7 separate regions of the Mus musculus genome follow, and regions 1, 2, 3, 5, 6 and 7 are each linked to region 4. A link is a contact called in public Hi-C and promoter capture Hi-C data. All regions are on one chromosome and are shown on one strand. Each heading gives the region's core, a stretch centred on a gene start, on an enhancer-like site or on the middle of the called end of the contact. The rest is flanking DNA. Distances are from core to core; before and after follow the strand shown.

Region 1 (3,644 bases), core at 200-2,699, 2.5 Mb before region 4:
GTCAGATTCTTGGCTGGAGGTGCCCATTTTAAAGTAATATTCCCAAATAATGATATTTATCTCATTTGTGGGGTAAGGTTAATTAGCTCTCCTCCCTTTCAGTATTATCAGGGCACCACATTGGCAAGGATAATAGAAACAGAAATCTGAGGTTTGGTTTGGTTTGGTATTCCCATCGAGTGGGCATTCGTTCGAAAGGGTGTCAGCTTTGTTAGTGCTAATTAGAAGGCCGCTTAATGTCTGGTTTCCATGACTGAAAGAGGGCCCAGCTCTGGCTTCATTAAAAGATATGTTTAAAGGTGTGAGGGATGTCTAACTTAGGTAAAGGAGGTTAAAATGGACTCTCCGAGTGGGTGCATATAGCTGTTAGCACCGAAATGTTCTTGCTGAACGGGGAAACTATCCTGAAGGCAGGCTTCTTTCTGAAGTTGAGGTTTCATCTTGCCTTGCTTTTTACAAAGTGATTGCTCTCCACGGTTTGAGGGTTTGCATGGTGGTGCTTTTTCAACTGGGAAGTTCTTTCTGCCTTCGCCATCTTCCTAATTCTCTCTGGGCCGTGGCTGTTCCATCAATCTTCTCTGGGCACTGTATTTTGAGGATGGAATCCTTATTTTCCTCTCTAACCCCCATCATCCTTTTCTGGTTGTCTACTTTGGGCTTCTAATTTCAGAGGGGCTCCTTGGGGAGACCGACAGCACACACTCTCGGATACAGTGGGTTTGAGTAGCTTTCTGATAAATTACTGCTAGGAAAGAGAAGCGAAGGGTAGGCATAAACGGAAGCCCCTTTTTTGATTAGCTTGTCAGCTGAGCTGCATGGGTTCGGCACCGTGTAATGAAAAACGACCGGCCTCCCTATGCAGCAACGCTGAGAAGCTGGGCGCGCTGGGTGGGTGTTTACTGGGGGGGGGGGGTGTCCTTCAGTTTTATTTATTTTTTGTTTTGGCCCGTGTTGTTTTTGTCAGCAGCACCTCCATACGGGGCGGGAAGGTGAGTGTGTGCGTGTGTCTGTGGCAGGCAGGACGGGTGGAAGAAGGTCCTCCAGCCGAGCGCAGAGAGAGCCACGCTGCCGCCTGGCGCAGTTGCCAGGACAGCGCGGCGCGAGCAAGCAACGGCAGAAGCCGCAACCGCGTTCCGGCTGCGAGAGAAAGTGACGCATTGCAGGTACAAATCAGCCAATCAGCAGCAAGCTCAACGAGGTTCGCCTGGTCGACCGCCACCGCGGTGCTCCTCCGCGCCGCAAAGTAGCTCCTGCCAGGCGCGGTTCCCCCGGCCTTTTAACGGCTTGCCTGGGAGTGGAACCCACTTACGTCATCCGTCCCCCTGCTCCCCTTTCTCTCTTGCGTGTCTGCCCAGTGACTGCGGAGAAAGGGGGTCTCCCGGAGAGTTGGGGGGGGGGAGGGGGCGGGGGCTGGCCGGGACTCGTTCGCTAGGTTCCGTTATCTGGATGAGGCGGAGGGATCTGGCGGAGGGAGGCGGAGGGAGGTGTTTATGAGGAGCTGGGGGCGGAGGAGGAGAATTAGTCCGAGTGGAGCGAGCGAGTCGAGCGGTTGTCTGGTCGCGTCTCGGAAACCCGTAGCCCTTGCAGCATGGTGAGTGCGTAGCTGAGCGGCCGGCGCCCCGCGGGTCGGGGAAAGATGCTGAAGCGGATTGACTAAAGAGGGGACCTCCCCTCTCAGAACTGTCCTCGCCAGAGGGACGGCACCAAAAAAAAAAAAAAAAAAAAGCCAGGAGGCCCCCCGCGACACTTGTGTCGCAGGTGTCCCCCACCCCTGTCCTCTTGGGTTCCCTTTTAGATGAGTCGGGGGACCGCTGCGGGGCTTGGCCGGGGGAGGATGGATCTGGGGTGCGGGGCCGTGGGCTCGGTCGAGAGAGCAGAGCAGGAGGGGCTGCGGCCGAGGCGGCGCCAAAGGTCAGCCCCGGGGGCCGGATTCAAACCGCCAACGGCCACCGCCGAGCGAGCGCGGGCGCCAGGAAGCGCCTTTGTCCGCCCGGCCGCCATGCGCGGGGGGTGGGGTGGGGAGGAGCGCGGGGCCCCGAGGCGAGCGGGCGCCGTTAGCCCGCATCCCCGCGAGGCCGGGCCGGGCCGGGCCGGGGGCGCGCCCCGTGGGTCCAGCCCGTGCGGGGACCCCCGCCGCGGGGGTCGGGTGGGGTGAGCGCGCGGGGCCCCGAGCCGCCGCCCTACGCGGCTCGGCTCGGCTCGCGCCCCAGCTGCTGCGCTGGCACCTGCAGGACTGCGGAGGTCTGGGCGGCCCGCGGCGCTGCGGGGATGGGCGGGGGAGGGGACCCCAGCAGTCCCCCCTCCCCCTCCGCGCAGGGCTGCTGCTGCTGCTGCTTGTTCACTCCATCTGGTGCTGGCTTCCGCTACCCAGACTGGATGATTAATTTTTTTTTCTTTTTTTAAATCGTTGAAGAATACAAGCTTTTGCTGGAAGTCGGGCGCTTTCTCAAAAAAAAAAAAAATAGAGCTCGTAAAGGGAAAGCAACCGACCTCAGTTAGGGTCTCAAAGGCGTTTTTCGGCCCCCATGAGCTAGTGGAAGTAGCAATTAAGGGGCGGGTCGCTAAATTCTTGAGTGCTCAGGTGCACTCCTGTTCACCTCTACCACACGCAGAGTTCCTTGAAAACGACTTGCGTTTCAGAGTGGAAGTTGCCATCTGATCTTAGTTCTTACGGACAGTTCACCTATGCAATAATGGCCGTCAGTAACTGTACACTTAAAGAGTGTAAAAGAGAGCAGGAGATTTTAGAAAGAGCTTTGAAAAATAAGTCCCTCTTCGTGTTTTCTGTTTTAAAAAAATTAATGAGGACGATAATTTGCAATACTTATTTTACTCCCTTGCCAAATGGTTACAGCAATGGGTGTGTCCAGGAGGCAAGGTGACATCTTAAACAGTAGTTGGGAATCCCTGCCAACTGAAACCTCCAGCCTGCTTGGGTGTGGGGAGTGTTCACCTTGAGAGAGCTAGCCTTCATTTAACTTTGGTGAATTCTTTTTGATATATATTTTTTAACTAATGAATTTTAATATGCTGACTGAATTTGTTCTTTGTAAGGGGAAACACGATGTAAATTATAGGCAGTAATTGACACTCCAAGTTGTATAGTAACTTATTATTTTTTTAGTTAGCATAGGATTTAAATCTTTACTGGAAAATTAGAATTTATATCTTAACAGTGGTTCTCCCCAGTAAGTTTTATATTTAAATGTATCGTTGCTACATCGACAACTATTCTAGTAACTTCATAATATTTAAGACTTTAGATTCTGAGGACTTCGTTAAAGAGAAAAAAATTGTTCTGTTAGGTACCTATGTATATAGAACTGATTACAAAGCCCTTGGATTTGCATGCAGTCATTGTATTTTTATTGGGATGTCATGTATTGAAAGGAATGTGCTGTTGATGGCTGGGTGACACAGGATGTAAACAGTAGAAAATGTCTCGAGTGTGTCTAAGTCAGTCCATTAAGCTGAAGGTTTTTATTAGGCTCAAAGATAGGGATTTGCTTTGGCTGCATTATAACATAGAAACTTGTAGCTAAGCTAGAGTTGAGACTTTCAGTCAAGGCCCTGATTTCGATGAAGTTTTGTTCTCCCCTGGTTTCTTTTTTGCCTCAGATGCTTTTATAGGAAGGGTGCCATTC
Region 2 (3,772 bases), core at 276-2,775, 2.7 Mb before region 4:
ACAATTATTTAGCAACCAAAAGGAACGAAGTGCTGATGACAGAGATAAGCCTTGAAGCTCTTCATTTACATGCTACATCCCAGAATATCCAGAGAAGGAAAACTAGAGGTCAGGACTGGGAAGATTGTGAGAGAACATTATTAATGGACACAACATTTCTTGTGTGTGTGTGTGTGTCACTCTTTAACTCAAGATAAAGAATAGCTGTCTAACAAAAACAAATTCAACTGGTTGTGAAGGCAGCAGACTATTACCTAGCACAGACCAGGCAGAAATACGATGTCTGTAACATCCATTTGCATATAACAGCATAAAGAATTAGAACTCATGCTGGGCGGTGGTAGCGCACGTCTTTAATCCCAGCACTTGGAAGGCAGGTGGATTTCTGAGTTCGAGGCCAGCCTGGTCTACAGAGTGAGTTCTAGGATAGCCAGAGCTATAACAGAGAAGCCCTGTCTCGAAAAACCAAAAAAAAAAAAAAAATTAGAACTCACAACTCCAAAGTATGATATAATGGACATTCAATGTAATTGAAAGAAAAAGCAACGGGGGTGGGTGGGGGAGAGGTTATTATGGTGATCAAATTAATCTTCCTAGGCCACAAATGAGTTCTGAAGCCTTTTAGGGAGAGATGATGCTGAGTGGTGAGAGCCAAGGTGGCAGAAAAAAAAAAGAAAGAAAGAAAGAAAGAAAGAAAGCTAGCTAGCTAGCTAGCTAAGCACAGCTTTCCAACTAGCTCAACCGCACTCAGCAAACAGTAGGGGATCCACAACTGAAATCCGGGCAGTTCAGCTCCAGGGCATATCCTAGGTCCTGACCACTTGGCGATACTGCCCTTCAGCAATGGTCCATCCCAGGTTCTCAAGCGAGACGGTTTAAAAAAAACAAAACAAAACACAGCCTATTGGCAAATGAGGGTGTCTTAAAGGAAGCTCTCAAAACGCCCTCCACTCCTCGCTCCTAGGCTGCGGGCTGTTATTGATTTGGAGGTACCCACGGTGACACAAGACTCTAATCCTATCAACTTGGGAGGCTGGAACTCGAGGCGTCCGAGGACAGCCTGGACTCGGCGGTGTGCAGCCGCCCAGCGCACTGTGCGGAAGCGAACCAAAACAAGATGCTAAACGCGTGGCCCGGGGAGGCAGCTCTCGGGCGGGGCGCTCCGCCGCAGCCCCACCGCTGCATGCGCCCAGGTTTCCGGCAACGCGGCCCCGAGCCGGCCCGGGCCCCGCCGCCGCGGCTGCCCTCACCTGCCGGCCCCATGTACTTGATCACGCCCTGGGTCTTGAACACCTCGCGGGCCGCCAGCAGCGCGTCCTCTCCGTGCGCCGTGTAAAAGTCGCCGCGGTCGAAGAGGCGCACCGTGGTGCTCGGCTTCTCCGGCATGCCCTCAAAGAAGCGCACGAAGCCCGCCTCGGCCGCGCCTTCCAACTGCAGCGTCTCCTTAGGCTGCACCGCCATTTCCGAGCCGCTCCACACCAACACCACTAGAGCACAGAGCGACCCTGCGCTGGCCGCGTCGTTTCCCGCCTCCCCAACCTCGCCCCCTAAACCTCGTCCGGCCTCTGTGGGCTCGCCCAATCACCATGCAGCGCTGCGCCCCGGTGGGTGGGAGTCTACCGCAGTAGCCAATCATAAGCGAGCAAGGTCCCAGCTTCCCGCGAACTCTAGGACTCTAGCTACTGCGCATGCGTCCGACTTCTGCAGCCTTGCAGGCCTTCCAGAGGCTGCGCTTTCAAGTCCGCCTGGTGGGTGGGTAGGTGTGCTAGGCGGGGTCAGCTAGGAATTTGTTTTATCAAGTGACCGGAAACGTAAGAGTGAAATCACAAAGAACTTGTAAACAAAGAACTATCTTTTTTCCCCCACCCAGCCTTGAGTGTGCGTTATACACTTGCAGTGCAAACTGCCATAGGTAAAATTTCAGGTATATTCTGCACAACCTCTTGCTGACCCAGTTTTGCATTTCGCCCATCGGTTGACGAATTCATCCAATAGACACTTGGCAAGCCGAGCGTGGTGGCGCATGCCCTTAATCCAAGCACTCGGGGGGGCCTCTGAGGCCAGCCAGGTCTACCAATCGAGTTCCAGGGAAGTCAGGACTACACAGAGAAACCTTGTCTGGTAAATAAATAAATAAAGGACAGATGGGGGCTCAGCACCTTGTCTGGTAAATAAATAAATAAATAAATAAACAAATAAAGGACAGATTGGGGGCTCAGCAGTTTCCTAACTTCCTAATGTTTTCATAGTCGCCTACCTTGAGTTCAGTCCCCATCACTAGTGTAGCTCATCATAACTGGTAACTCCAGATCCTCGGTGTGGGTGGAGGAGGTCAGGTGCAGACACTTATTAATTTAAAGAAAAAATATATATATTAAATGTGGAAACGAGTAGGGTGACACACACTTGAAACCCCAGCTCTCAGGAGGTCAGAAGGGCCAAAAGTTAAAAGTGGGTCTGGCAAGAAACACAGTACAGTATTATCCTTGGCTACGCAGCTGGAGGTCAATTTGGGCTACCAGAGACTGCATCCTAAATAAATAAATAAATAAATAAATAACCTGCTTTGGAGTTCTAAATAAATAAACATCCTGCTTTGGATTTCTGTGTAGCAAGACCCTGTCTCAATAAAGAAAAGGGTGGAGGCGGGGGAGGTAGAGAGGTTGCATCTGGTTTTTCTTCCGTGCTAGTGAATGGATGCAGACTGCACACTGTTTTAGAAGTAGATAAACAAACACACAGAAAGATGGAGACTAAGAGGTGTAAACCGACAGGAAAAACTGCAGGGTTATAAACATTCTTAAGGGCTAATTAACTGATTAAGATGTGATTGTAGGGAGCTGAAATATTGCAAGCCCTGAGCCAAATTATCTTGAGCTAATTGTAGTCCCCTAAAGAGCTACTATTGCCCACCTCTGTGTTTACCTTAACAACCTTGTGATTATCAAATATAATCTTTGTACAGACCCCTTAGTTTCTACGGCCTTGATTTAAAACTTTCTTTGTTCTGTTTCTATACAGTTTCTCGACGGCCACTGAGATGGCTCTGGGTGAAGGTATGTGTACCAAGCCCGATGCCCTGGATTCCGTGCCTGGACCTATTGTGTGGTATCCACCAGAGAAAACAACTTGCCCACAGGTTTAAGCCAATAGGACAGCTTTATTACTTGACCAGTAACTACCCTGGGTATTCAGGATCCCATTGTAGCACTGAACTTTTCTTGGGGTGAGCTTTTAAGCTATATACATATACATATATTTATATTCTGGGTTGTCATACTCCAATTAACAAGAACAGTTAACCAGAAGTGGAACTAAAAAAAAAAAAAAAAAGCAACCTTAGGACATGTAGAAACTTTACCAGAACTGTGGACTTTTGATGAATTTGGGCTTTTATTTTAGTTTTGGCAGGAGGTGCTGTCTGTGTGCTGAGTTTTACAGCCTGAATAGTACTTCCATCATGGAGTCAGTTGTGCTAAGGTCTAGTGGCCTAATACAGGCCCCAAAGTAGAGAGAACCAACTCCCACAAGTTATCCTCAGACTTCCACACCCCCACGCGATGGGACTCGTGTACTTATGGATGTGAGCACAAATACACACAAAACAGAAATAAATTATTAATTTAATTAATAAAAATGAGACTGGTATATCATGTTGGAACATGGTATTTGGGATAACCTAGACTGTGCTTACTGTGTTTTATAAAAAGATAAAAAGATGGAAAATGTTTGGTGAGGTAAGGTGTGGGGGAAGGAGGTGCCTCTGTGGGCC
Region 3 (3,439 bases), core at 345-2,844, 2.2 Mb before region 4:
TTTTCATTTTGTAAGCCATAGGAAACTCAACAAATGTATGAAATTAGTAATACAGGTGTGAGTTTAACAGGAGACTACAGACTAGCTGTGCAATTCTCAGCTTACTCTTTCTAGTCCACAGACATGAAAAAGGTAACATCCCTGCAGGACAATCACAAAGGTGAACTCCAGACAACAGTCACCGCTTCCTGCTGTGTCTTCCTTCCGTTGCTAGGCCGATTTCAAAAAGGGACTATGAATCCGAGAGACTATTAAGATTAAAGTACGCATTTGACTAAATTCCCAACTGTTAGAACACTCGAGCTCATTTTAGCAGAGCCTTCTAACACCAGCATCTTTTTCATTTCATTCCTTAAAGAGAAACCATTTTTAAACTTCTATAGAACATGCAGTTCAATTTTACACGGCCCTGTAAAGAAACAGTTAAAAGCAAGCATGACTTAATCGTCTTCTAGGATAAATGTCAGTAAATCGTAATAGGACAGTCTAGCCTAGTGTTAACTTTGAAAGGAGCAGGCCTCCGGTGTAGATGAGAAGCTGCTGTAAGAATGTCAAGGTGTAGTTGGAAGAATGTCCAGGAGAACTGGTAACTGCCCAACCCCATCAAATATATACATACAATTTAAAATAAGGAATCACTGACGAAGTCCAGCAGCCAGCCACCTTTTGCTTGGAACACCAAAATAAAAAAATGCCAAAAGCTCGTGGCTGACCCCCATAGCCTTCAAAGTTGAGAACCAAACCAAGGGTATTCACGTTGTTCCTCAGCATCCTTCTGTCAATGCAACTCCCTCTCCACAAACTCACTCCGCTTCAGCTACTCGAATGCCCAAGTCCCAGCACCAAAGAACCATTTATTAAAAGCTCAAGGACTTGGAGCGGGGTCTTCCTTGCGGCCGCCTCCGCATCCTGTAATAACCACCCCAGGTTAAACCCCCCAGAGATGCTCCAGTCTTTTCCCGCATCCACGCTCCCCGGTCCTTCCTTCACGTCCCGGTAGACCTTTTATCGTCGCCCTTGAGGACCCTCAGGTCGGAGCTATGGAGCTCTTAGGTGACCTGCCTGGACCCCCTCTACCCTTGGCAGTGGGCACCGACGACCTCCCCCACCCAGTCTCGACCCACCACGACCCCGATGACGAATGCCCTCCTATCGGCCCCAGACGACCCCTTCTTCCCCTTAGGTGTCCCGACTCCCACCGAAAAGCAATTCCTCCGAGACGTACCGAGAGCCTACTGCGAGTAAGCTCCCACTACGCGCGGCGGCACCGTGCGCAGGGGCTCAACGCCCCGGCTTGTCTTCCTCTTCCCGGCGGATCCATCCCGGCCCGAGGGCCGTGCCGCCTGCGCCGAGGTGCGGAGGCGCCCACCGGAGGAGGACTGCGCCGGGGGAAAACGGGGACCCGGGCAAGGAGAGGCGGCCGCTTGAGGGCAGGCGCCGGGCGACCGCGGGGGACACTCAGCGGCCGGGACACGCGCGGCGGCCTCATCCAGGGCACCTGCGGCCAGGCAAGGATGGGCCGGGGCAGCGCAGTCAGCGACAGGGCGAGCGCGACCGCCCGCGCGTCCCGTCCTCCGCTCCTGCCGGGCCGGCGGCGCAGCCTCGCTTCCTCCGGACGGAGCCCGGGGACCCCAGCTCGGCCGGATGCCCCCGCCAGCCCCCACCCCTTCCCGGCCGCCTCCCCCTCGTCACCCTCTCCCCTCCCCCCGCCCCCCCAGCCCCCCACCGGAATGGAAAATACCTCCCGGGGTGGGGGGCGGGCTGGGCCACGCCTCTCTGAAGGGCAGCCTACCGTGACCAATGGCAGGCGGGGCTCCAGGTGGGCGGGACTCCCGGCGGCCAATCCAGAGGCGGGTAGGTGAAGGCCGGAGGAGGGAGGCTGGGAGCTAAAGAGGGGAGGCCGGCGAGTTAAGGAGGTCCGGCCGCGCTGGTGCGTGCTGTGCGCGGCTGCCATTTTGGAGTCGGGCAGCTGAGACAAGCGGCCGGGTTCGGCCGAAGAGGGAGGAGCCAGTCAGGTGGGAGAGAGGCTGACACGTGGGCGGGGTGGGCGGGGCCAAGCGGGCTCGGACTGGAGGGGAGGGGGAGAGGCCCGGGAGGCTAGGAGGCTGGAGAGGGTCACGTGGCCGTGGAACGGGCTAGGGGTGGGCGCTCGGGTGGAAGGTCAACCCGAGGTGCGGGTGGGGAGTAGCTTTGTTCCTTTGGGCTCCGTTAGGGAGACCAAGGGGAAAATGCTGAATGGAGGTTGCGAGTGCCGGGTAGGAAAAAAATGTGAATGAGTCTCCCTAGCTCCCTTCAGCATGGAGCCATCCGAGTCACTGAATTCCAATATTCAACGGGAAACCGGGCACCTCATTGAATTCAACTCTTCCTATCCAGGCTCTCAGCTGCCACGAAGATGAGTCATACACGAGGGGAGGGGTGTTGTCGCTTCCTCTCTTTGCTTGCATTTTATGTGGATCGCCCCGGCCGTGGAAATGACAGCAAGGACAGAGAAGTGAATGGGGGGTTGTGATACCCGCGAGACTCCTCAGCTGCCCCTTTAGAACCGTGGTTACCACCGCTTCTTGGCCTTTTGGCTAAGATCAAGTGTAGAACCGTGGTTACCACTCGTAAGCTAACTGGCCACTTCTTAGACATACTACTTTCCGGTGCTCAGACAAAAAGACTTGTTTACTTCATGATTCAAATACAGTAGTCTGTTCCCCCTGCGTATCTCCCCAAAGTGGTCCTTCTATCAGCGGCATACACATAGGGTCACACACACCTTAGTCCGGTTTGTTTGAAACAGTCTCACTGTATAGCCTAGCATGATTTGGAACGCAATATGTAGCCCAAGCTGTCTTCTAGGTAATGGTGCTCCTACTTCAACCTGCTGAATATTGAGATTTTTGACCACCTTTAGTCTTTAATGCTTTGCAGTGGGACCGGCAGACTACCTTTTTCTTGAAGGCTTTTCTTAGACTCTTTTCAGCCCCACCCTACCTTTCTTAACATTGTACACCCTCAGATTGCTTTCTCAGTTATTTTTCAACTGTCTGTTCTCTTTGACTCCTTGAGAGTAGCAGGTTCTGGCCCTCAGCCCTCTTATTTGGAAGGCACACAGTGCACAGGAGATGATCTAGCCATTCAGATAGAATCACGGATGGACGTCCGGCGTCCGGTCAGTGAGGGCCAGATCTGCATTCCTAAGCAGCTTTTAGCCGCTCTACTTGTCTATTGGAGTAAGTTCCACATTGGAACCCATACTTTCCGAACTTCCCCAAGCCTTCTCCTCCTCTGTTCCTTGTATTGTTTTACAGTACCACATTAGCTTTCTCTCCAGAGCTCTTGGAACCAGAGAACAAGCCTCTCTCCACTTTCTTACTGCTCCAGCATCTCCCTATCTGCTATAATTTGGACCTGGGATGTTCTTCACAGGCCTATGAATTACTCTTGGTCC
Region 4 (3,945 bases), core at 571-3,070:
TTTAGAAGCGCTTGAATACTGATGAATTTGGGCAGCTATCAAATCCTTAAGAGGCAATTTTTTGCCAAATAAGATGGGCAAACGTCCTAGAGGTGCTAAAACTGGTATTAGAGGTCATGCAACTTTTTTAAAAAATGAAGAAATGGCTCTAACATTCACCAAGCCCTTCATTTATATAAGTTTATTTCAGGGTTCTTTTCAGCTATGCTTAATGATACTTTCTTTCCTTAAAGGCTTTTAAAGATAAAAAGTAATGACCGATCACATAATACTGTCCAGTCTATTCTTAATGGAATTCATGTAAACTTGAGATGGAGTTCATAGTAATTTCATTTAAGAAGCCCATTGTTAAGCACGACACCCGAAATTTTCGGACCGTGGTTGGTGGGCAACACACAGACACGAACCCCCGAGTCTGGCTAAGAGGAGCAAGACAAACGGTTTAAAGCACAGGAGGGGGAAGGAGGCCCGGAGAGGCACAGACAGAAAAACCAGAAAGATTTCACAAGAAAGGAGAGCGGAGCGCAGGGGAGGGCAGAAAGCGACCGGGAGAGAGAGCCACACCGAAAGGTGTTTTCCGGAGCGGCGGGCAGGACTGGGTGAGCCGCGGCCTTGGGGTGGCCCGCGCGCCCATGGGCGCTGCCTGCACGCCGCGGCGCGAGGGGAAGCAGCGGACTTCCACGCGCCCCGGCAAACTACTCCCTCGCCGCGCCGCGCCCCGCGAAGCCTCGCGCGCAAGCGGAGGCGGCGGCGGCAGCCCAGGCCCTGGGCCTAGCCCGGTGCTCCGAGAGCAGGCTGGACGGACGGACGGCCGTTCCCCCACTCGGCTGGGCGCAAAGCGGCCTTACCTGGGGCGAAGGTAGAAAGGGAGGTCTCGCGGGCTCGCCCGCCGCACAGCCGCCCGCGGCCCCCGGCTTTCTCCCGAGACGCGACACCGCCTCCGCCGCCGCTTCGCCCTCGGGGGCTCGGCCACCGCCGCCGCCCGAGCTGTTTACACCGTCCGGCCCCTCACACCGCCGCCGCCGCCTTCTCTCCAACCCAGAGCCGCTGCCGACTCGGCCGCCGCCACCTCCTCCGCCGCAGCCTGATCTCTCTGGAGCATCTTCCAGCCACCGGACACGGAGAAACAGAGACTCCAGCCGCGCCGGCAGGAAACTCCCCCGCAACTGCCAGGGGGGACCAGGCGGTCAGAGCACCAGCGGCTTTTCCGCCATTGAGCAGCGGCCGCTCCGCTCCTTCTGCAACCCCCCTCCCCTCCCCGCACCGCCGTCTTTCCCCGCCCCTCCTCGGGCTCCGCCCCCCAAGGGCACCCATTGGGACGCCGCGTGTGTCACCGCTGCCCTCGGTTTGCTGAGAAGCCTGTCAATCTACGTTCTCCCGCCCAACCTGGCCCCTAGTATCTTCTGTGCTTCTCTTTCCCCGCCCACACGGCCCCGCCTCTGAGTCTTTAATTTCTCATTGGGCGTCAGTGCCCACCTTAATTGGCAAGGTCAACTATCCATCACACACCGCCCACCAGTGAGGCCCAACCCTTCATTACCATTTACTTTATTCAGCCCCACCTCCGCCTTGCCCTAACTCCTGACGTCACCGACCTGCCCACCCTAGTAGCCATAGGTAGAGTCCTCCGTCAGTCAAATTACGCCCCAACTCGAAGACCGATATCCTTTTCTGATTGGTTCAAATGGCGGCCTGATCCTCCGACTATTGGCTTCCTCTACTTGTCCGTCAAGAAACCAATTTCCAAGTCCGTCACTTCGGCTTTTTTTAAATGAACGCGCAAAAGTATCCTAAAAGGGATTGGCTAGTATTCGTAGATGGCCAAGCCCCGAGTCTGCGGACCCTGCAGTTCTGACCTCTACACTTCGCGGAGAACGAACACCATAAAGAAACCAACGGGCAGTCCAGTTATAGGTGGAAATTGGTCCCACCCGGAGTGGAGAGAGCCGGCTTCTGATTGGCCAGAGAAGTGCCCCTAGACCCTCATTGGAAGAAGTGGCCGCCTCTCTTTGGCATAGAGCTGTGAAGGAAGAGCTCAGAAAGGTTCGAGAAAGGGCCTGGAGAGAGGCGTTGTTTTGCTTCAACTACGGGTGGGGCGCACGCGAGAGTGCAAAACTGGGCGCGTAGGGCTCTGGGGAGGTGATGCAGGGAGGGAAAGAGCCCGGATGTTCCCTAACAATGAAATCATCTCTGACCAATCAGAGCCTCATTGTTGGGATACCTGCATGACCTGTCTCCAGCAGGGGAGAGTGGGCGGGAAGTTGAGAAGGCTGAAAAGCCACTTGAGAAAATGGGACAGGAGATCCCTTCGGGATGATTTTGCAATGGTTCAGATTGTTCGTTCTTCTTATTTACCTCGACCTCCTGCCTTCCAGCCCTTGGCAGTTCCGTGTTTTGTTTCTGAGTCTGATTTTTAAAACTCCTGTCTAGGCTCTTGACATTCACTAGGTCATTCCTCTCTTAAAGAGCACCTGCATTTTGCTAAGCGTGGTAGGTAGAACTGGAGATACAAAAGTAAGGCAGGCAGTCCCAGACTGGGAATGGTAGGTAATCATTGAACGTCTGCAAAGGGTAATGATGACATAAAGGAGTCTCCCTCTGGGTATGATTACTCGGAAGGCTTCACAAAGGCCGGGAGAAAACGGTCATCTAGTAACCACATTGAGCTAGAAAGTGAACCAGGTTAATTCTTCCAGATCAAAGTGTAATGGGGCACTTAAGCGCTCACCTGAAGAGTTTTTAAACTCGCTCAAGTCTTTGAAAGACGTTTTCGATCTTATTCATACTTAGGTATAAGTTAGTTGGGACAACTTAGGTTTAGACCGACCTAAGGGAGTGCAAATTCAGCTTTGAAAAGAAGGACATATTTCTGAAGCAATTTCCAAAGTGAAACTGGCGGAAATAAACATTTGGTTGCAATTCAGATTTCTCTGGAACTTCAAGTTTAAGAACTCTGTCTTAAGGTTTCTATTGGGACCATGAAACACCATGGCAACCAAAAAGCAACTTGAGTAGAAAAGGGTTTATTGGACTTACACTGTAGCCCATCACTGAAGGAAGCCGAACAAGAACTCAAACCTGCAGATAAGAGTTGATGGAGAGGTTACTAGCTTGTTCACATGGCCCGCTCAGCCCACTTATAGAATCCAGGACCACCAGCTCAGGATGGCATCGCACACAATGGGCTGCCCCCACCCACCCCCACCACCCCCATCAATCACTACTTAAGAAAATGTTCTACAGGCTAGCCCACAGCCAGCTCTTAGGAATGAAAGTTTGTCTCCTCTCAGATGTCTCTAGCTTGTGTCAAGTTGTCATTAGAATGTAGCCAGCACACATGGTGTTTTTTCAGGATAGTGGGCAAACAGGTTCCTAAAATTAGAATCACCTGAGGTTCCAAGCTACATTCATGCCTACAAAATCCAGAGCTCACTCTGGGGAGAAAGCTCACTACAATACAATTTTATTTCATTTATTGTGATTCTGGAGATTGAACTTCGAAAGATAATTTTTAAAAGTAGTCTTTGGGTGCTAGATTTTTTTGTTTTGTTTTGGTTTTGGTTGTTTGGTCAGTTGACTGTTTGTTTGGTTGGTTGATTTGGTTTGGTTTGGCACACCAATTCTTAGACCCAGTGACTGAGAATTGGAGACAGCCATAAAAATTTCTTTCTCTGATTTTGCATACTGTAGGTGAGCTTCAATAAAGAAAAGAAAGTAAGCCCACTTTAGCTCTGACTACCCCTTCAAGGGGCTTCATTATGGAATCAAGAAGGGTTTAATTACATTTAGTGTTTGTGTGTGTGTGTGTGTGTGTGTGTGTGTGTGTGTGTGTGTTTGCAGTGGAGGTCTGAGGGCAATTAGTTCTTGCCATCCTGTAGGGTCCCAGAGTACAACTGAGGCTATTAGACTTGATTATAATCTCCTATCCCTGCAGAGCCATCTTCG
Region 5 (3,832 bases), core at 952-3,451, 2.0 Mb before region 4:
GTTCACCGTTCAATGGCTCGCGCATCCTCAGGGCTCTCAAGCCTGCATAAGACACAGCAACTTCCAAAGACTTCAGAGCACACTGCAGAGCTGAATTCTGCGAAACCATCACCTTAGTCAGCCCCAGAAGAAAGAAAGTGGGTCTGGCAAGACAGTGGAGCTAGGTTAGGGAGACAGAACCCCCAAGAAAACCCCTTAACCCTACAGGAGAACAGTCTGACCCTTCAGTTTGCCAGCACTAGCCAGAGACTGCAGAAAGACGCGTTCCTTTCCTTTCTGCACATAATCTCTCCAAAGAAAACACAAAGTCACCTGGCCCTCCAGGGGGAAGAAAGCTTCCTCCAAGACTCCAGCTGAACTCTTAACCCTGCCGCCCCAACCCCAGGGAGTGGCTGACGGTTGTTGTTTCTTTTCTTTTTCCCTGTGCTCCTCTGGTAACACCACAAATTACGTTTTCAGGGACTGGAGTCCCAGAGTGCAATGATGTTGTAATAAACACAACCAGGACCAAACGCCTTCCCAGCCTCTTAGATGATGCCATTTCCCACCAATCAGGCTCCTCGGGCAGGCAGACCACTCACCAATGAGGGCCCAGACAGAGGCTGCGAGGGGGAGACCTGGTCATCAGCAACTAAAAATAAGAACGCTTTACCATTGGCTGCTGCCACTTTGCAACAGGAGTTGGGACCCACTCACCAGGCAACACACGTAAAGACCCATACAGTCAAAAACTTTTCACATCGCGGGGTTCACGCTGGTCTGCGTTTTCTTTTGGGTTTGTTTCCTTAATTTGCTGACTTAAGAAAAAAAAAACCAACCTGATCTTGAGGCAGCCCCCCCCCCCAAAACACACCCTCCCACCTAGACACCTCAGTTTCCAAAGGCCCTCCACAGCCACACAGAATTGGCGAGAGATGGGGGTAAGGGAACCGGCCAGAAGCCAAAACACTCACCTGTCCAGCTGTGTCATAGAGTCCCAAGAGGTACTGCTTGCCCCCCACGGTGACGCTGACTGCAAGGACAGAAGTGGGGGGTGGGGAGAGAAGCTCACAGTGATCTGAGATCTAGCACTTTGGCTCCCCACAGTAACCTCCTTTCCCAAATACTGGGAAGCATGTGGGTGCTCCCCAGGAGACAACATTCCCCTTTTATCCGAGTCCACTTCACTGCCAAGTTGCATGAGATATAGGTGTAATGTGGCCCCTGCCATCCACTCCCCCCCCCCCCCAAACCCTGTAGCCACGTCTACTAGTGTTCCCAGATGTTTCCCCTACAGGGGTTTCGGGCAGTAAGGGAAGAGGCAGCTGGAAGGTCAAGAAGGGCGCTCAGGGGACTGAAAAGTGTGGGAGACGGGGCGAAGGGGGAGATAGGAATGGGGTGGGAGTTGCTGCGAGGGGTGGGGTGACCAGAGGCACAGCTTGGGGGGGGGGGTGAAGCCGCCAGGCAGAGGGCACGGCGGGGGAGGGGAGCACGCTCAGGGGAGGCAAGCCAGGGGGCTCAGCCAAAGTTGCTCCAAAGTTCCCAGCCGGGGATCAGCCCCTTAGTCAGCAGGGCAGAGGCGTACCTGCGTAGTGGTCGAAGACAGTGGGCACGTACTCCTCGGGGAAGGCGTCGTTGGCATAGCTCATGAGCAGGCACGTCTTGCCCACCGCCCCGTCGCCGACCACCACGCACTTCAGCATCAGCGCGCCGGGCCCGTGAGCCATGCTGCGGCCGGCCGGCCTCGGGGCATGGTCCCCCCGGAGCCCCCGCCCTGGCCCCGGGCTCAGCCCCAGCCCGCTTGGGGGGTCCGCCGTCGCCGCCGCTCGGCGCAGCAGGGCCGCCCTCCCGGCCCCATGCAGCGGTTCCCCTGACCGGAGGAGAAGGTGCGGCGGGCCCGGGGCGCAGCCGCCGCCGCTTCGATCTCTGCCCCGCTCCCCGCCCTGGCCCGGCTCGCCGCGCCCGCCTGCTGGCCCCGCCGCTCGGCGCCCGAACCCGCTCCCCGGCCCGGCCTCCCCAGGAGGATCCGCCGGATCATAAGACCGTCCGGCCCCAGGGGAGTCGGCAACTTTGGGGAGGGCGGCGGAGGGGAGGGGCCAGGCGGCTCTGCCCGCCCCGCGCCGCTCCGGCCCCCGCCCTCCTGGGCCGGTGAAGGGGGGTGGGGGAGGGCGGTCCGGGCGGCTCCGGAGTGCGGCGCGCCCCGCGCCCGCGCCCGCCGTGCGCTCCTGCCGCTCACCCAAGCTTGACTCCCTGGGAGTCGGGCGCGGAGGCCGAGGAGGAGGCGCCCTGTATCCGGGAGGATGGGGGCTGGGGGAGGGGCTCTTGGGCAGCCGCTAGGAAGGAGCCCAGGGCTCCTCGCGAAAGTGCGGCCAAAGCCCGGAAGCGTCCGCAGGCCCCGGTGCCCGGAGGAGACGTGAAGGCCTTTCGGGGAATCACGACGACTTCCACGGTGACGCAATTCTGCAACATTATACAGATGTGTATATTTAAATTCTGCCTGGAAGGCAGGAGCCATCTCGTCGGCCTGCAAGTGCTCCACGCAACTAGAAATCAGGAACAGCGGCCAAGAGGGTTATAAATATAATTAATAACAATAATTAGAAAGGTGTGCGGAGGCTGGGAGGGTGGTGGGTCTCGGAACTGGAAAACTGAGACTTCTGGCTTATTGCTTGCTCCTCAGCATCACTACCCCACGCTTTTCGCAGCACGAGCTTGAGTCATTTTCTATGAAATCGGTGACTAAGAGATGCAGCATATTGCACCCCCAACCAGCCACAAAGGGGCGAGCCCTTGTCAGGAGACCACAGATGTTATTTGTGCTCCCCCTGGAGGCGACATCGTCCGAGGCTTCCTTTCGCTTCCAAGCGTCTCTCCAAAAGTATTCAATTGTGATCCCTGAGGTATGATGTAGCCTCGCGCTCTGAGACTTGGCCAGTGATTCAGGACCAACCCTGCGCCTCTGTCTGGCAAGTCCGGAAACACTTGTCTGGCCAGGGCCAGTTAGTTGTGTGGCCGAGTGCTGCTTTAAATGTACGGTCTTGGTTCGAAGGCTCACTCTGCGCTGACTGACCCCACACCGCAGCCTACCCCCAAGCTTGCTGACAGGGAAGTCCTTTCCTCTCACCAATTCATAGTGGTAGAAAATGCTGTGTTGAGAGGTGCGTGGGTCACTCATACCCTTGCCCCCGGGATTTAGGTGGGGGAAACTGGGACCAGTGAAGTGGTTACCAAAAGGTTCCCTGTCACTCCCGGTGTTCAAGGGCCACCTGGGGAGATGCCTACTGTGATGCCCTCATTTCACTTCCACGAACCCTGGACGCCAGTTTTCAAGTCATAATCCTGATTTCAATTCGACCAGGAAGATTTCAAATAGTATTTAACGTTCCTTGTGAACGTAGGGGAACATCTCTCCATACCCTGTCCATTGCATTCGAGTGGAGGTACTTGCATTGACTACACTAATAAATCTGAAAGTTACTTCATACATTCTGAAAGGTTAGGAAAGGCACCACACTATCTTGAAGTCAGGTCTTGACACTTTCCCGTGAAGGAGAAGAGAGCAAGGTTTGCTGCTTGCATCACCATTAGCTCTGGCTGTGTTTGCGAAGACTAGTATTCTGAAAGGAGGAAATGTGGAAAGGTTAAAGAGCTGTAGGAGCCAGCTCTGCCGGAAAGCTGAACTTGGTCCAAGCACCACAAGTTAGTAGCATGGCTGGCTGCCTTTCTCTAGGCCTGTTTTCTGCTTTAAAAAAAAAAAAAAATGTGAGCTCATCTTACAGGGACCCCGGGTCCTGGATGGCTTGTGAGAAGCTCTGAGACTCTCAGAGTACACTCCGAGTTGGGGACTGATGTG
Region 6 (3,650 bases), core at 175-2,674, 2.1 Mb before region 4:
GCGGCTGCTGACATTACAGCTTCTGTATGCAAGTACCTCAGTTTACTTACGGGGTGCATGCAATGAGCAGACAGACTGAGAGGCTACAGATAATAAGACCTTAGATTTCTCAGAAGAGCAGAGGAAATGACCTTTCAGGGCACAGCACAAAGGACGGCTTCACAATCTAAATACATTTAAGCCACATTTAATTAACCATTTATCCCACTTTCGAAAAGAATAAAAAACCGTTTAAGAATGGCACAGCTCTGGAGGGGTGTCTGTGTCCAGAGTTCTACATACTGAGGGGCTATGAACAAAATGGGTCCTGTATATCCGCCAGTAACTGAGATGTGGGTTGAATCTTGTCAGAGAAGGCTGTCTAGCCCATGAAAGAGATCAAGAGAAGAAAGTTGTTTTTAAACGAATCATCAGCTTTTGCAGCTACCAAAAAAAAAAAAATTAAATATTTACAACAAATCTTAAGGGTTTCATTGGAATTACTGAATGGTAACTAAAAGGGTTAAAAAGACCTTTCTAAAAGCCAGGGGTGACTACTTAAAGATTTCTTTGGTGGTGATGAGACTCTCTCCTTCACCTGACCCAAAGCTGTGAGTATTAATGAATTGACGGGATGGCTCAAAATATCCAATTTAACTTAATTTCAGATAGCCACTGAAGTAATTTTTAAAATAAAATCTAGCCGGGCGGTGGTGGTGCACGCCTTTAATCCCAGCACTGGGGAGGCAGAGGCAGGCGGATTTCTGAGTTCGAGGCCAGCCTGGTTTACAGAGTGAGTTCCAGGACAGCCAGGGCTACACAGAGAAACCCTGTCTCGAAAAACCAAAAATAAATAAATAAATAAATAAAATCTGTATTAAATGCGGCATGTTTTGTAGTAAGGAAAAGCAGAAAGTCAAGATTTAAACATTATTCGGGACATATTAATAATACTGGAAATTAACCATTGCTTATAATCTTAAGATGTAACCGAGAGCCTGGAACTTATACTTGTGACATCTGTCAACTCTTGATGCTACCAGAAAGATCGTGAAGATCCGATTTAAGCCTCCGAGAGCCAATCAAGAAGTTGTAACGGAGGAGACCCAGAAGGGGCGCGAGGACGACAACAGAAACAAACACAAGAGGCGCAGAACTGAAGCCATTCTCAACACAGAGCGGAAGGCTATGCTTACGGGACAGGCAAGAAGGGCCGAGGGGCAGGGTAGGAAGACACCGGTTACGCCACAGACCAGCAGGGGAAAACCAGAGAAATCCCGAGAGAACTTCTCAGCCCTCCACCTCCCCCAGAAGCAGCCCCTGAACTTACACTTTTCACACACCATCCTTACATGGGGGTGTCCCTGTGCCCTCAGCCGGCAAAGCAGGAGCAGCAACCCAAACACAACAACGCCCCAGCGGAGACGACTTCCTCTTCCGGCTACGTCAGCCCGCTTCCGGACTCTCAGCCCTCCCGCTCCGGCCTATCCCGTACCTAGAAAGTCGCGGGAGGGATAAACGCGAGCTGATGGGCGGGGCTGCTCTCATTATCCCGCCCCTTCTCGTCAACGATTGGCTGTGCGCTTGTGAGTTCCCCCCGCCCCCTCGCTTTCTGGTCTGCGCCTGCGCCAGGGGCCATGCCAGCCTGTAGCACCTGAGGGTGGGAGGCGGTGGTGTCCCCCTTCCCTTCGGCGGGCGGGAGAGTTAGGTAAGCCGGTGGCGGGTTGCTTCTCACACTCGCCCGGGGCGGGTGCAGGTCGCACCGCCGACCGCTGCGGTGACTTCCAGGGCGCCACGCTTCCGGCGGACCAGAGGATGCCCTGCGCTACCGACCCTCTGAGATGCCGGCGTCTATCACAGTCTCTCAGGGGACTCCGACCTCAGGTCACCGGGTCGGCCGCACGGGCTCTCTCTATGATGGCGACCTCCAGTTGCCCACACTGCGCCGTCCGAGGCTGGGACGGAGCCACCTGGGTGGGGTGGAGCTGCGGTCCGCACCTGAGCAAAGGCTGCTCAGGAGGAGGGCTCGGGAGCAGCCAAGCCTTCCGACCCCGTTCTCACGGGATCGCGAGTCCCGAGGGCGGCTTCCCAGGTGTGGTGTCCTGGGTCGGGGACTCGCTCGCCGGTGTCACCTTTGCGTTTGGGTACCGCTCGCGCTCGCCGTGTTAGATGGGTGTTTGCCGGTGGCCTAGGATGGATTTCTGATCGCGCTTCCTGCCTGACCCCGCAGTGGAAGGGAGAATCTGAGAAACTTTCCCCAAGTCTTTTCACGGCTATGCGTTCTTGTCCCGACCCTGGAGGATTTCTTCTTGTTTAAAGAGGCGATGCTTGAAATGGCTTGTGCGTGTGTAACCTTGGCCGTATCTGCTAACTTGTTCATCCAGTTTTCTTAATCAGTATCATTTGCTTTTGAAAACGATAAGTGTGAATGAAATGAGGGCTAATAGCACCATGCCCAGACTTGCGCTTTTACCTTTCCTGCTAGTTCCTCACCCTGCGGTGTGGATGTTACTTTTTGGGCCCGATTTTTACTACATTGTAACATGTGTTACTTTTAAGTTCTTAATTAACTTTAGTCAGTATAACATAGAAACTGTTCTCTAGGTCAAATATATGTATTTAGAGACTGGAAACTATTGTTTCTCCTCCCACTCGCGTTCTGCTATTACCATTATTTAACATCTGTACAGACAGTGTGAGCCCTTAGTGTAGCATAATGACCATCTTAAGATGGTCCTCCACCATTTGCATATCTAAGTGTATACTTGGCTGTCATTTGGGAACTGCAGTGATTTTCGCCAAAAAAGTAAAATTAGTTGCTGGTGTCTGGCACATGTCCCCTTTGTAGAAACCAGTCACAAATATTTAAATTTTTACAGGAATTTTCTTTTTGAGGCTCTGAAAGATAATGTATACCATATTAGAGAAATCTAAAGTAACAATTAAAATCTGCATATGCTTGTTCTGTGTTTTGAAACAAATATGTTGCCCATAGAAAATTATTAATACATGGTTTATATTTAGAGTATTGAAGTGCTTGGGACAATGGAAAAAAAATCATTACATGTTTTTCTTAATTTGTTTTCTACTAGATAGCTACCCAAGAAAACATCATGAAAGATACTGACATCAAGAGACTTCTGTATACCAATCTTTTGTGCGTATTTTCAATTTTCCTAAGCATTTTCATTCCGTCCTTCTTCGTGGACAACTTCTCAGTATTGGAAGCTCATTTGACCTGGCTGTGTATCTGCTCTGCTTCTGTGACCACTGTCAATCTCTTGTCGTACTTAGTAGTGAAACCGAATGTGTCCTCTAAAAGAAGTTCATTGTCACATAAGGTAAGGGTCACTTCTGTTGCTTCACTGGCTTTAGGGTGGAGGTTACAGTGTAAGAAGGAAGTTTCGCTTCGTCCTTATTGAGTGATTTACAGTGTAAAGGGAACCAAGTCTCCCCCGCCCCCACCAGAGCAGTAGCCTGTTACCTTCCTACAGTGTTTGATAGATTCTTGCTGTGCATTCATTGTGGAATTATGACTCCTTCAATGCATCACAATGTGAATGACCTATATAAGCATGGTTTTATCACGGAAGATAACTTACAAGACACTGCAGTTTATTTTCATTTACTTTTGTACATTTTTTTAGGTATGTGGGTGGGCAAATGCATTT
Region 7 (3,455 bases), core at 831-3,330, 2.3 Mb before region 4:
GGGTCTCGGAGACAGGAAGATTCATGGAGCTCATGGCTGGGCAGCTAGCCTTGCCAAACTGACAAATGCCAGGTTCGAGAGACCCTGGCAGAAGAGGGTCAGAAGAAGACATTCAGTATAGATTTATAGCATCCATACATAAGCAAATGCTCTCACACACGTGGACACATGCAAACATATTACATATGCACATACAAAACCTTTAGGGAGTTGTTTGCATGCAACTGGCCTTTCAAGCACAGGACTAGATGAAATCACTAGATGAGAGTACTCAGCACCATGGCGCCCTCTTTTCGTACGTTGAGCAGAGGATGCGATGCCAGGAGGACAGACCGGAGAACAACAAGCATAGTTGTCAGGAAAGAAAAAAAAAATGCTTCAAAGTGTGGCTGTGCCTTAGGGTTTTTAATCGCTGTGAAGAGATGCCATAACCACAGCAACTCTTGCAAAGGACAACATTTAACTGGGGCTGGCTTCCAGTTTCAGAGGTTCAGTCCATTATCATCAAGGTGGGAAGCATGGCAGCATCTAGGCAGACATGGTGCTGGAGAAGGAGCTGAGAGTTCTGCATCTTGATCAGCAGGCAGCAGGAGACTGTGTGTCACACTGAGCATAGCTTGAGCATAGCAGAACTCAAACCCACCTCCACAGCATTCAAACAAAGGAGACAATGGGAGCCATGTTTGACTTCGAGGAATAAGCAAGTCAGAAGAGACCTGGTTTGCATGGAGATGGCCATTTCAATAGCATTGTAGGAAAGAACCAGAGGGCAAGCATCTATGCAGGTAAGAATGATCCAGTAGAAAGAGAAAGATGACAAAAGCTAGCATCCACAGAGAAGGTGGAGTATCTGGCTTGGTGGCAAGTGCTTATTAGAAAAAAGTCTGAGCAGGGCAGTGGTGGCACACACCTTTAATCCCAGCACTTGGGAGACAGAAGCAGATGGATCTGAGTCTGCGGGCAGCCCGGTCTACAGAGCAAGTTCCAGAACAGCCAGGGCTACACTGAGAGATCCTGTCTCGAAAAATCAAAACACCAAATCAGCAACAAAACAAAAAGTCTAGGAGGTGTGAGGTGAAGAATGCTCCAGGCTACCCTCGGTCCAGTCTCTACTTACTGAGCTTCATAAACTGCCTGCATTTGTAGCTCCCAGGACAAAGGATCGTAGGTACAATGCAGTCAACTACAGGGTACCCAGAATGAACTGGACCAAATTAATCTAACCTTCAGAATGAGATGGAATGAGATGCAATATCTTAGGGACTCTTGAAAGAGGCTTTCTCTCCCTATGGATAATGTTGAAATCTTAATCTTGGAAAGTGGGACAAAGAGACAAAAACGGTGCTGTTGGGCAATTTTCAAGGCTACAAGGAAGAGGGGGTGGGGGTGGGCTTTGATATAATCTCTCTCCATCTTTGATGTAGGTGCATCTAAAAAAAATACGATTATGTATCTTCAAAGATACAAAGGAGAGAAGGAATTTTAAAATGTACAGTCCTAAGCTCATATATCTATCTGTATCTATACACATTCACTGAAAGACAATTTTGTTAATATCAAAGGGCAGGATCCTTTTTTTTTTTTTTTTTTTTAAATATATTGTCTTCTCTCAAAGAAAACAACAAAACCAGACGATTTCAGGAACTTTACTAGCTGGATCTTGAGGCTGCGGCTCAGGGAATGGAGCAAAAAGAAAATGGAAGCAGGTCAGTCTTGGAAACGCAGGATCCCCGAGAAGTACCGGCTGCCTCACTGGGACAGGAGTTAGGGGTTTTACTCTCTCAGTTTGTAGTGGAAGCAAGGATATCCGTCAAAGTATAGAGAAGGTGAGGCTGGCCAGCTTCGGAGTCCGCCTCCTCCGGATCCTGCAGCCCACAACCCACGGTGAGCCACGTTCCGGAGCCTCAGGTTTGCCTAGCAACCAGCTCGCCTCTTGGCCTCCCCAGGGCCCTAGCAGTAGGGTGTCGCCCTCGGGAGGCGGGTCTGGCCGCGCCAGCCACAGGGGACACGTGGATCCACTGGATCGGGTCGCACAGGGGGCGGGGCCGGCAGCGTTGGTGGGCGGGCGGGAGGCTGTGCGCGTGCGCGGCTGGGCGAGGGGCGGGACCGGCGTGCGGAGAAAAGCGTCCCAGGGACGGCAGCTGGCAAGGTTCACGTTGGAGTGCTTCGCGACTGCGTCGGGGATTATCGGGGTGAGCGAACCCACGGGCCGGAGGCCTGACCCTCGGGGCAGAGGTCGGTCGGCCTGGGGCTCGAGAATGGGAGGCCCGGGTGGCGGGGTGGAGGATGCGGACCTTCAGGGCGCAGCGGGACCTGTGGCCCACGGAGGCAGCCTGTCTTCCGAGAGGGTTTCGGGGGCCAGACGTGTCTGCCCGGCTGAGCACCGCGCTGTTGTTTGCGCTCACCCCATTGCTGGGAGTCTCAGTACTAGGCTGTAGGGCCAGCTGTGTGGGCTGGACACGGACCCTGGCTGGCCTGGAAGCACGCGGGTCTCAGGCGTTACTCCATCTGCCTCTGGCTCCCCCACCTTCCTCGGGGCAGACCCACAGGTCCTGTTGTCTCGACAGGGTTGGCTAGTTTGAGCCTAGGAGGTTAGGTAGACAAGGGATGCTCGTTTGTCTCGTTTTCCCTTTCTGGGACATGGCACCTCCATCCACACATATGCCCAAACCAGAGGCCTGGGCGTCACTCTTACCTACACTCATCAAATACATTGAACCTATTCAAAACTCTCACTTTTCCAGACACCTTGCCTTAGCAATCAGCTCTCTTTTCTGCTCCTTTAATATTGATTGACCCTCCTCAACGTGTCCAGTACAGGGGAGGTAGAGACACGCTCAGCCACCCTGCCCCATTCCCAGGTCCTTCTGTGGATTCTCATTGCCCTTCCAAGCTCTTCTTTCCTTCCTGCAATGCCTGTTGTGACTCACTCACTGTCTTTGTACTTTACTCAAGACCTGCCCCTCCTCATCTGAATATTCTGGATTGGACTTAAGTCATGTTTAGGTGTTCACTGCCATATGGAGGGGCGTGCTTTGCTTTGGGTTGAAATATTTCTTCTCATGCTTTCTGTGGATGGGGGTGTGTGTGATACCCCTGGAGTGCCTCTTTAGTGACCTGTGTTTTGCTGTCGAGAGGCGTCTGACTGTTCTCACAGCCTTCACAGCTCTGCTCTCCCTATGTAACTAGGCTCTTAGTTAAATGTTAGTTATAAGGGTAGCATGGCATTCCTTTGGAATCCCCCAGTGAACAAATGGACCAGACTATTAAACACCAGCCTATTCAGGACAAGTTTTCAACCTCAGCCCATGTGGGGGCTTTCTGTAACCCAGAAACTTGCTGGTTACTTGGACTTCAAGAGCATGGAGATGACTACAACTAGGAAGCACTAGTCAGTTGGCCTTGGCTCCGTGTAACAGGATGTCTGGGGTGTTGTCAAATGTGATTGCTTTGAA

What was found. Promoter capture Hi-C pulls out the DNA fragments that hold promoters and counts their contacts. A called contact is a pair of places that touch in the nucleus more often than the background predicts. Capture Hi-C pulls out chosen DNA fragments and counts their contacts.
Region 1: a promoter capture Hi-C map of pre-B cells shows a contact between it and region 4. The contact joins the promoter of Calm2 here to the promoter of 1110020A21Rik in region 4. A contact is called at or near these places in 3 of 39 promoter capture datasets (cranial neural crest, liver and pre-B cells) and 1 of 115 datasets of contacts at active chromatin or transcription factors (astrocytes).
Region 2: a contact with region 4 is called in a promoter capture Hi-C map of adipose tissue, with 4 times the contacts expected there. The contact joins the promoter of Msh2 here to the promoter of 1110020A21Rik in region 4. A contact is called at or near these places in 2 of 39 promoter capture datasets (embryonic stem cells and pre-B cells) and 1 of 9 other capture datasets (adipose tissue).
Region 3: a contact with region 4 is called in a promoter capture Hi-C map of pre-B cells, with 5 times the contacts expected there. The contact joins the promoter of Socs5 here to the promoter of 1110020A21Rik in region 4. A contact is called at or near these places in 4 of 39 promoter capture datasets (embryonic stem cells, hippocampal neurons, liver and 1 more) and 1 of 115 datasets of contacts at active chromatin or transcription factors (astrocytes).
Region 5: a promoter capture Hi-C map of pre-B cells shows a contact between it and region 4, with 3 times the contacts expected there. The contact joins the promoter of Rhoq here to the promoter of 1110020A21Rik in region 4. A contact is called at or near these places in 3 of 39 promoter capture datasets (3T3-L1-derived adipocytes, embryonic stem cells and pre-B cells), 1 of 115 datasets of contacts at active chromatin or transcription factors (embryonic forebrain) and 1 of 9 other capture datasets (adipose tissue).
Region 6: a contact with region 4 is called in a Hi-C map of muscle stem cells, with 9 times the contacts expected there. The contact joins the promoter of Cript here to the promoter of 1110020A21Rik in region 4. A contact is called at or near these places in 1 of 39 promoter capture datasets (pre-B cells), 1 of 484 Hi-C or Micro-C datasets (muscle stem cells), 1 of 115 datasets of contacts at active chromatin or transcription factors (astrocytes) and 1 of 9 other capture datasets (adipose tissue).
Region 7: a promoter capture Hi-C map of liver shows a contact between it and region 4, with 3 times the contacts expected there. The contact joins the promoter of Mcfd2 here to the promoter of 1110020A21Rik in region 4. A contact is called at or near these places in 4 of 39 promoter capture datasets (the C10 cell line, embryonic stem cells, liver and 1 more) and 1 of 9 other capture datasets (liver).

The regions. Positions count from the first base shown.
Region 1 is chr17:87,444,740-87,448,383 of GRCm38.p6, reverse strand. Calm2 (calmodulin 2) reads left to right here and starts at 1,449. Exons shown (of 6, transcript NM_007589.5): 1 at 1,449-1,591. The coding sequence starts at 1,589.
Region 2 is chr17:87,670,285-87,674,056 of GRCm38.p6, reverse strand. It overlaps Msh2 (mutS homolog 2), which reads right to left and starts at 1,525. Exons shown (of 16, transcript NM_008628.3): 1 at 1,251-1,525. The coding sequence starts at 1,461.
Region 3 is chr17:87,105,834-87,109,272 of GRCm38.p6, reverse strand. Socs5 (suppressor of cytokine signaling 5) reads right to left here and starts at 1,594. Exons shown (of 3, transcript NM_019654.2): 1 at 1,226-1,594. Gm30510 (a long non-coding RNA gene) reads left to right here and starts at 1,926. Exons shown (of 2, transcript XR_877091.1): 1 at 1,926-2,015.
Region 4 is chr17:84,955,298-84,959,242 of GRCm38.p6, reverse strand. It overlaps 1110020A21Rik (RIKEN cDNA 1110020A21 gene), which reads left to right and starts at 1,820. Exons shown (of 4, transcript NR_027929.1): 1 at 1,820-2,043. Ppm1b (protein phosphatase 1B, magnesium dependent, beta isoform) reads right to left here and starts at 1,242. Exons shown (of 6, transcript NM_001159496.1): 1 at 849-1,242.
Region 5 is chr17:86,961,480-86,965,311 of GRCm38.p6, reverse strand. It overlaps Rhoq (ras homolog family member Q), which reads right to left and starts at 2,201. Exons shown (of 5, transcript NM_145491.2): 1 at 1,565-2,201; 2 at 954-1,012. The coding sequence starts at 1,706. LOC115488765 (hapless 2-like) reads right to left here. Exons shown (of 3, transcript XM_030250169.1): 3 at 1,766-2,439. The coding sequence ends at 1,766.
Region 6 is chr17:87,023,335-87,026,984 of GRCm38.p6, reverse strand. It overlaps Cript (cysteine-rich PDZ-binding protein), which reads right to left and starts at 1,424. Exons shown (of 5, transcript NM_019936.3): 1 at 1,310-1,424. The coding sequence starts at 1,325. Pigf (phosphatidylinositol glycan anchor biosynthesis, class F) reads left to right here and starts at 1,584. Exons shown (of 6, transcript NM_008838.1): 1 at 1,584-1,687; 2 at 3,072-3,320. The coding sequence starts at 3,093.
Region 7 is chr17:87,264,572-87,268,026 of GRCm38.p6, reverse strand. It overlaps Mcfd2 (multiple coagulation factor deficiency 2), which reads left to right and starts at 2,080. Exons shown (of 4, transcript NM_139295.3): 1 at 2,080-2,192.